Linked DNA regions of Rattus norvegicus: region 1 is linked to region 2. The links are chromatin contacts, called in public Hi-C maps. All regions are on one chromosome and are shown on one strand. The core of a region is the stretch at or near the end of the contact, and the rest is flanking DNA. Distances in the headings are between cores, read along the strand shown.

What was found. Hi-C and Micro-C count contacts between places; a contact is called where the count stands out from the background.
Region 1: a contact with region 2 is called in a Hi-C map of the A7r5 cell line, with 3 times the contacts expected there. The contact joins the promoter of Cdc42ep3 here to the enhancer-like site in region 2. A contact is called at or near these places in 6 of 12 Hi-C or Micro-C datasets (the A7r5 cell line, Schwann cells, frontal cortex and 3 more).

The regions. Positions count from the first base shown.
Region 1 is chr6:21,460,214-21,464,930 of GRCr8, forward strand. Cdc42ep3 (CDC42 effector protein 3) reads left to right here and starts at 2,868. Exons shown (of 2, transcript NM_001048044.1): 1 at 2,868-3,090. It overlaps LOC134479326 (a long non-coding RNA gene), which reads right to left and starts at 2,638. Exons shown (of 2, transcript XR_010052493.1): 1 at 2,497-2,638; 2 at 1,001-1,845.
Region 2 is chr6:21,255,364-21,260,080 of GRCr8, forward strand. No RefSeq gene overlaps it. Among named protein-coding and RNA genes, the nearest start is that of Rmdn2, 64 kb to the left of the region's middle. Within about 2 kb of position 1,543, at least 11 of the 93 cell types and tissues checked have an H3K27ac peak or open chromatin away from gene starts, as enhancers often do. A contact at or near this core is called in the A7r5 cell line and Schwann cells, where this site is marked.

The DNA.
Region 1 (4,717 bases), core at 1,618-4,117, 210 kb after region 2:
AAGCTATAAAGTACTTTACGTCCATCCATGCACCACAGAAAACGGGCCATCACCGACACTATAAAAACATATGATGTCATGTCAGGTCGTGAAGAAACTATTCTCCCTGCTTTATTCAGGGAAAGGGAATTTGGGTGGGACTGCTATTTTAGGGGAGGGAAAGTCTCACCCTTGAGGTCTCTTTTGAGAAAGAGATCTTAATGAGAGAGAAAGGAGGCTTTGAAGCTTTGGGGGAAGAAGTGTCCTGGACAGATAGAAGGCAGGCCCCAGCAGGTATAAACTACAGGGCAGCTTGGAAGTCTGATACGGCCAGATGGGTGAGAGCGATTATTGGCAAGGCAGCCTTAAATACAAGCCACTGATGGTTCTCTCACACCCCAACCAGACTCTCCTCTCCCTAGTCCATCCCAGTGGAACCAACTAGTCTAGTCTGGCTTCACAGGGACTCATCCACAGGTCCATGTGCTATAGATATTAGTCACAGACTTCCAAGATTCCCATTGATTTTTTTTTATTCAAGGCTAACCCTCTCTGAAATACAGAGTCTCAGAAGTCTCAGCCTTCAGAAAGAAAGCAAGGTTTTCCTTTCTGCTTAGCAGGAGAACCTTCTAAAGTTAACGCTAAACCCACGAAACCTAAATGCTGCCATGACTAAATCAGGAAATGAACTCATTTGGAAAGAAAATTCGCAAGTCGAGGGCTCTTTTTCCTCACTGAAGGTGTTCAGCACAAATAAAATAAAATGACACAGGGCCTCAGAGAAGCCGGGATGGATCAAGCCAGCACCACTGGACCTTTGAAGAAGTAGGTCACACACAGATTGTCTGCATAGGGCTCCAAGGCAAAGCCTTTTTAAAAACACATATAGTGAGAAACCACCTCTGGATGAAACAGGAACAGCACAGTAGAATGAAAATGGGGTTTTGGAACAAAAGTCTTAACTTCCAGCTACCTGCCACCCTATGTTTGCACAAACTGTAAAAGAAATTATTCACTTAGACACGTGAAAATGGACCGCTTTTAATGGCAGCTAGCAATAGAACAAGTGAAAAAAAATCACACAAGACATATGTGTGAGGAATGTATGCATGCAAAAGGAATTTTCACACAGCATTGTATATACATGCGTATTTGTACTTTTTCAAATGCCATATGTAATGAAAGCTGTGCATAAATATTTATAAAATACTTTTTATCTAACTAGGCCAGTAACATTTAATATTTTTCAATAAATCCGTATATAAAATGTATACATTAGTGCCAAATGGAACATATATTTTGAAATATGAGCCCCAAGTAAAACTCTGAGGAATCTGGAGTGGAACCCAGGTGTCTGCCAAAGGCAACTTGGGAGCAGGCGGTCAGTTGGAGAAAGGAAACAGGGCCGGGTCCCTTATCTTCACCTACTGTTTTGCTTGTCAAAATTCTGGTATCACTTCTGCGGTTTTGAATTTGACTTCCGACCTCATGGCTGTTTAACCTGCCAACTATTATTTTCTTTGAGGCTTTTAACACTCCACCCAAGTATTTTGCTTTCCCGAACAGTTGTGTCCGCTTCCTTTTTAAATTCACCTTAACATTGACCGTGGTTTAAAACCTGGGCTTAAAGTGCACCCTAGTCTAAGGTTTCAGAGCTATTGATTCGGGGCACCCTGGTGAAGACCTGAAGCCCAGAGCGCTCAGGGAAGCCAAGGTCTCCTGGAGGGGCTCAGCTTTGTCCCAGGGTTGGGGCCCGGCCCGGAGCGTGCGACTCCTCAGGGTTCCAACTCCTTTTCCAGGTCAATCAAGCCGGCGGGGACCTCAAGGCCGGAAAACGCCACCTTTTCCTGTCTCCAACCAGGCGGACTAAGGGAGAAGGAAGAGAGGGCGACCTGTTCAGACAATTAACATTAATTCTCTGGGTTCCTACAGAGGTCCAGGGACAGAGGGGCGGGTCGTCCTGAGGCCCTGGCCCGGTGACCGACAGGCGCAGGTGTCGCCGTGGGCGGAATTTTATGGTCCGGAGCGGCAGCAGCTGCGCCACTTGCGCCGCCCCTCAGAGCGTCCGGGAGAGCCGCCACCCCGCTTCCGCAGCTTTAGGTCAATCTCGGACAGACCTGGAGGGGGAGGAGACACCTCCCTCCAGACAGGAAAAACCTGCTGCGTCTGCGTTTCTTTGCGCCCCGCAGGCGCTCAGCCTCCAGCCCCGCGTCTCCCGCGCGTCTGATCCGCGCTCCGGGTTTTGGCGACAGCTTGCAAGGGAAGCAGGCTGCACGCTGACAGCACGCGACCCTCCTCTTCCCTCCCAAGAGCTTCGGCTGCCAGGGAGTCCCCAGGGAGCTGCGGTCGCGCTGCGGGCGACCGGGTCGGTGGCCCTTCTTCCCCGCAGGTCCCCTTCCTCCGCGGCGAAGCCCCGCACTGCTAGGTGGGTTAGGTAGGACAGGGAGAGGCGGGGACACGAGGGTGAGCACGAGGGTCCCGGGTGCGGGCGGAGTCCCATTGTTCTCCCGCACTTACGGACAGCAACGCTCTGGGGTCCCCTCTTTACAGAGAGCACCCCGCCACTTCTCTTTGTGCCTGAGGGAGCCCCAGCCGGGTTTGCCTCAGAGAGAAGCCACAACCGGGGAGAGGTGGGACTGGGAGGTGACAGTGGGTGCCCATTGTCCTCCAAGAGCCTGCAGCCTCGCCGCCACTCCTGCAGGTCTAAGGGTGGTGGGGAGGTGGGGGACAGGTACAGCGGAGGGAAGGTCCGGCTCCGCCCGCACCCTTCTCCCCGCCCTGCCCTGGCCTCACAGCCCCGCCCCGCGCCGGGCCCCGCCCCGCGCCCCGCCCTGGGCAGGTTGAGGCCGCGCGTCCGGCAGCCGCGCGCACAGCGTCGCAGGCGCTTCCAACTGCCGCTGGGAGCACAGCAGCGGGACGCTCGCTGGCAACCCAGTTTCGCAGCTCCTACCTCCGGGAGACGCTGCGCACAGTCCGGGAGCAGATTGGGCGGTGAACCGTCGCCGCCCCTCGGGTTCTGCGAGCACTAGCGAGGATTGTGTGCGCCCTCGGGAGGCGACCCGGGCCGACGCCCGGTCCCCGGGCAGAAGCAAGGAGCCTTGGAGACAGCTGGTGAGTATGAAACCCACAGTGCCTCTCCACCTGTAAGTCTGTCCGACCCTCAACCTAAGTCCCTTCCAGCTAGTGCAGATGGTGGCCTTGGAAGACTTACAAGGTGCGAAGATAATCTAGAGCACCGCCTTCTTGAGCTGATGTCCAGAGGATCAAAGGGGGACATCATGTTTGATGTCCCGGTGGGGGGATCAGGACTCGGAGCTCTGCCATCAGTGCCTACTTCTTTAGGGTGGGGCTGCAGGCAGCACGGCCCCCTCCTGGCCATTGACAGCCATTCTGGGCGCAAGTTGCGTTTTTCCATCAGAACCAACCGCACTTGGCTACCGCGCCCCTCTAGTTGTGTGTTTGTACCGCCGCGGCGCTTATGAGGGCACCGCGCAGCTTGGCAGTTTCCGCACTGACAGAGGCAGTGCATTTTAGCTGAGGCTCCAACCTGCAGATCTGGCAGTTGGGAAAAATTATTTTCTTTCTTGATTGCGGTTTCTGCACAACTGAAGCGTTTACAAGATCTTTACTCCCTCCTTCTCCTCTTCCTCCTGCTGCGGCTGCTCCTTCTCTTCTTCCTCCTCTCCTCCTCCTCACTAAGTATCTTGACACAGCCATGCGAGGATGAGGACGAATGGATCTGGCCAGTCAGTTTTTTTCTTTATGAATTATTATACGCCACCCCCCTCCCGCCTTTGGGAGGGAAGGCATGTGTTTCATCTTATAAATAGAAAGTAGCATATTTTTTTGGCAGGACCTGCTTTATACTGCACCGTCTAGGAGAGGTCAGTTTAAAAATAAATACGCACTTGAATGTTACATTACCGAGCCGGCTGTGGCTGGGACAAGCTGCGAGGACAGCAGCATCAAAGCTGGGCGCACATCTGTGTTGAAAGGAGTAAAAGCCCCAGAGTGCAGCCCCGGCTGACAGTCAAGTAATTACATTTTGTTTAAAAAAAAAAAAAGTGAGTGAATTAAAACGAGGGTGGGAAGGGGAATGTCAGGCGGGGACTGGAACATGAATCTTTACAGCCTTGGTGCATTTGCAGGGAGCGGGCTACTGATGTGTGCAGTGTGTAGGGGGCTCTGGGGAGGGAACTGATGGATGTGTTAGGGAGACAAAGATTCCTTCTGCTTCTTCCCCACCCTGGCAGCTTGTAGCCCTCACCATATCCTCAAGTTCTGGGAGGGGGTGGAGGAGGGGTTGCCGCCTTGAAAATATTAGGAGGGTAGCAGATGTCCCTGCTTTAATAGCAGACCCAGACTTGGGAACTTCCCGTTAACATCACAGGGAGAAATAAGCCTCACCAGGAAGGAGCCGGGATGCCCCAGGGGTATCCCTAAGTCCATTAAAAGACCCCTGTAATGTTCTGACTTATAAAAGATCTTTCAACTGAGCTAAGAAGTACAACTTCTGGACAGTTCTAGACGTTTCCACCATTGTGATTTGATGGACAGTTTAGATGTAAGCACAAACACCTTTTTCAGAACGAAGGACTCAGACATAAGGGGGCTGTGAAATGTCTAGCAATGTGGGACAAAGCATGAGCTCTATATTCGAGGACTGGTTGACAGTCCATCTGGAGGTGCCTAGGTTTTCCAGTAGGCCTCACCCATGGTGTAAGACCCGGATACCAGC
Region 2 (4,717 bases), core at 293-2,792:
GGTTCAGCAGTGCAGAATCAAGAAGAGGGCACGGTTGCACAATTCAGAGAAGAAGGGAGAGAGATGTCCCTTATACGCCCGTTAGCTGATTGTAATGTTCTTGTCTTCTTGTCCACTGCCTAGCTCCTCCCTAGGGAAGAAGCTACACATGGTCAGGGCCTTTGGAGTCCAGAACAGCAGCCGTACAGATAAACATGTGTCCAGTGAGTGTCAGACACTGCTGAAGGTACCAGCCATTGCAAAGAATTAAGCACCCCAGCTGTTAGCTGTGTTTCCTTGATGGAAACAGATCTGTTTGGCTCCTCTTCTGGCTGTTCTCTCCCTCTCCTGGCCTTTTTTAGGGTGGCTTGACAGTATGGCCGCAAACAGGAAGAGCAGGGTCAGGTGCTCTGTCGCCAGAGAAGGGATGGCAATAGTGAGAAACGAGAATTGAGATTTCAGGAAGGGGAGACATGGTACTCACAGCTAACAGTCCATAATGATCAAAAGAGATCTCGGAGACTGACGTACACTGTGCCACCATCGATGGCCAGCTTCCCTGAGGAGAAAGGGGAGAGTTCCGGGAGGACTTTTGGACTACTCTATGCCTTCAGACTCAGGGACACCAAAGGAGAGCTATGTCCGGATCATAGTGGGGAGCATAGTCACTGGTGAGCTGGGCATAAAAATCAGAAAGGTCTTTGTTCTGTCTCCTTAGTGTTTGTAAGTCCTTCTCTTATTTCCAAGTCCACCGGCCACCTTAGAAATGGCACTTCCAGGGACTGAAGAGCTCCTGAGAGCTTCCTTAGAACAGAGAATGTATGAAAACATGCTGGGATGGATGGGTGGAGGTAGAAGATGGCATTTCTCCACTTCCAAGGGAGGCGCTGAGCTGTTTTGTAACTCCTCCCCAGGCTGTACTGCAAACATTCAGTAGTTTAACCCACTGGCTGTTTCTAACAGTGAATTCTTTGTGGGGGTGGTGGCAGTGGTGGAAATGGTTGGTTTCCTTGTAACCCTGTAGCTCTGGATGAGCTATGTGTAGAAAAGCATGTGCTAAGAGTTTAGGGCCACTTGTGCTGGCCTTAATTGTCCTATGGCATGCATTGGGATCACAAGGTTAATGCTATGATAGGACACAGGCCTGTTGGCCAGCTGGGGCTGCCACTTACTTTCCATGCTCTTGTCAAGCCCCACCTCCCCCACCACCATAGCATAGCACCCTGGAAAACAAACTCTAGAGTCCCTTTCTAATCACCCCCCCATCCCAGCTTTTAACCCTTAGTTCCTAGCCACCAGGGTTTCCCGAGTCCTGCTGACTTCTACAGGGTTGGAGAGCCGGAGCGTTGAGGACTACATTATAGAATCCTGGGAAAGAGCACACTGCACACTGTAGTATGTTGATGGGCATGGGGAGGGGATGCAAGCTTTTTGTCTTCTGATGAGAAAAAATTGAAAGTGAAGGGTAGCAACTGGGCTCAGTGGGCTGCAGAGGTGGGAGGGACAGAAAGAGCAGAGAGTCAGGACCAAAAATAAGTCACTTTGGAGAAGGACTTAAGCTGAATTCCATGTGTATGAGATGTTGAGTGTAGTCTATTTTTAGCTCCTGGAGCATTTCTAAGAGGTAGAGCAAGATGGTTTGGCTGTGTTAAAAGACAAGTAATTATAGTCATTTGTGGGATCTGCAGCTTAGCACAGGGCTGATCATCCTCCAGGCTGCATTGTGCCGCCATTTCTTCTGTTGTCAATGCTATTTGATTGCAACACCTACTCACAAAGATTCTCCTCATCCTTGTGCAGCTTGGCAAGCAACGCAGAACAAAAGAAAAACAGCTTAGGGATAGTTAGAGGCGCTATCTGAGAAGAAAGAAGTGAACGCCTGTGCGGGCCATAGAGGTATTTTTTAGTAATTGGTGTGAATGCTGATTGGACAAGGCCAACAAAATGCTAAGAATTTTGTTGCTGTTTTTGCAGTTTCTTGCATTCCCCTTCCCCAGCCTTAGTACCTTCCCGTGTGTGTGAGTGTGTGTGTGTGTGTGTGTGTGTGTGTGTGTGTGTGTGAGCATGTATACAAGCAATGGCTGTGTACATATACATGTACATACACACACATGCACACACACGTACACAGAGTTCTTTGGTTCATGATAGTTTAGTTTTAAAAGTTTAAAAAGCACAACTTTTAAGGTACAGAGTCATTTGTCATTTTACCCATTTTTTTTTTTTGGACACGAAAAAAGTTGTTTTTCCCACTAAAAATATATCTGAAAGTTGAAATGCTGGTGGGGTCACTCAAGAAACCTGCGTCATATCAAGCACTGATCAGAACAAAAGGTTATAGTACGTTAAAGTTAAATTGTCTTGATTTTTGTAGCTTGAAAATGTGTGTTCACTGCATGGAGCCATGCTCTGAAAAGTAGCATTTCATGGGCACGTGTAGACATGTCATTCTTTGAATAATTTGGAGAAAACTAAGCCAACAGGGTCCTGATCTTTTCCCCAGAGCACACCACCAGTATCTTTGTGCAAGGGTGACAACCTGGAGCAATGGGTTAAGGCTTCTCTGGCAACAGTAAGAATATAGACAGAACTGCATACAGAAAAAGGGAAAACAGAGTTGGATAGCTTAGTTCTTATATAGTTTCATTAATGTCCAGCCAGCCAGCACTTGGCATTGTCACATGGATCATTCAACACAAGAACTGTTGTTTAGATGAATGTATTTCAGAATATAAAAACCATACCAAATCCTCTGACATGGTAGCAGGCAGGAGATAAAAAATGGACGCTGGTCAGAATGTGAACACGCTACAATGGTGATCTTACTGATCACCAAAAAAACCCCCAACCAAACCAAGACAAAAACAAAAGCAAAACAAAAACAAAACAAACCAGGAATCAGAAAATAAAACACAGTGCAAGGCATGTGACCCGAGGAAGAAGTTAGATGTTGCTTTCCCAGCATCCCTTGCAGCTATTTGTGTGCGATCCAGACTCTCCGACCACAGTCAACCACACGAGGCTGGGATTTGGAAATTATGGAAATGAAGACATGCTTGGGCTGCAGCCACTCTGGGTACTGTGACTTCCAGCATTTCAGGAGCAGTGATGGGGTACCCTGATCTTAGAGTTGGAGAGATTAGTTGACGTACTGTGGGAAGTAGAGCAATGGCCTCCCAAAGATATCCATGTACAAGTTCCCCCAGCAACTGAATGTGTATTGCACACAGACAAAGGTGAGACCAAGTTAAGGATTTGGGAGTTGAGAGGTTCTATTGGATCATCTGGGTGGCACTGCAAAAGCAAGGATGCCAGCAGCCCTTGGGACCTAGAAAAGGCAAAGAAAATCCTATTCTCCCAGAACTGTCTGAAAAAGAGAGTTGCCCTTACAAAACCTTTTAAGTTTCATTTACTTTATTTGGCACTATTGAAGAATGACCCCCCGGACCTCATGCATCTGAGGCAAGAGTGCCACCACTGAGCTGCAGCCTGGCCTTGATATTGGAATACTTGCATAGACTTCTGTAAGAATGGCCCTGTGTTGGTTTAAACCAGAAACTTTGTGGTAACTGGCCATAGCAGCAATGGGAAGCCAATACCCAGATACCAAAGTGCCTTAACCCTAATTGTGAACAGTTTCAGCTGATGCGATTCAAGTCTAGTGTTGTCTGGAACATTTCTAAACCTAGTTCTCTGGCTCTCCTAAAGATTTTGTAAATTTCTATAACTTTCAACTTTCTTTTCTTCTTGAATTGGCCTAGATACATAGGTTCCATGACTTGAGAGAATGAACCAAGGTAATCCCATTCCTCAAGCCCCACCAATACACAGACACATTCACTTGGAGTTGGCACCCCCATCCTTTCCTATTTATTTCTCACTGATCTATACGCTGATCTTTATGTTCTATTTTTCTGTCTTCCTTCAGCTCCTTGCTGTTCTGTGAGCAGGCTGTTTCCACACCCTTATGACTGGCTTTCCTGTCTTTTCTCTCTTCTCACTCCAACTCTGGTTCCACTTCCTGTTGTGCTGTTACCTTCTTGAAACTCAATCAGTGCTCTTCACTGCTCTATAAAAAAGATGCCAGAGGTGTCCATCAGCAATGAGACAAAGTCCAAAGACTCCGTGGCATGGAAGGACCCTGATGACCATGCCTGACAGATTTACACAGCCATTAAGATCAAATCTTTGATGTCTGTGATGCATGGTACACTATAGACCTAGAATGAGTTCTTGACTCATACAGCATCTCAACAAGTCATGACCTGTCCCTTATTTATACAGTGATTTAAGAAGTCCTACTTTTTAGTGCTCTCATGGAAGTGAAAGGAGGTAGTGAAGAACATACTTAATCCTGTGCTTGACATGTAGTAGGCCTTTAATTATATGTGTGGACTCATGTGTTCATGTGAGTGTTTCACTAAGTACCCTCTCCCCCTTATCCCCACATCACTCAGCCCTGCATTTCATGCCAATAAATCTTTGACATAAAGCCTGTCTATTGTGATAAAAACCCATGACCAAAATTGACTTGGAGAGGAAAGGGTTTCTTTGATTTTTTTTTCACTTTGTATCACAGTGCATCATCAAAGGAGGTCAAGGTAGGAACTCAAGGCAGGAACCTGGAGGCAGGAACTGAAGCAGAAGTCATGGAGGAGTGCTGCTTACTGGCTTACTCCTACTTGTTCCCACCCCTTTCCTTATGTCTCCAGAATCACTAGCACCACTCACAATAAGC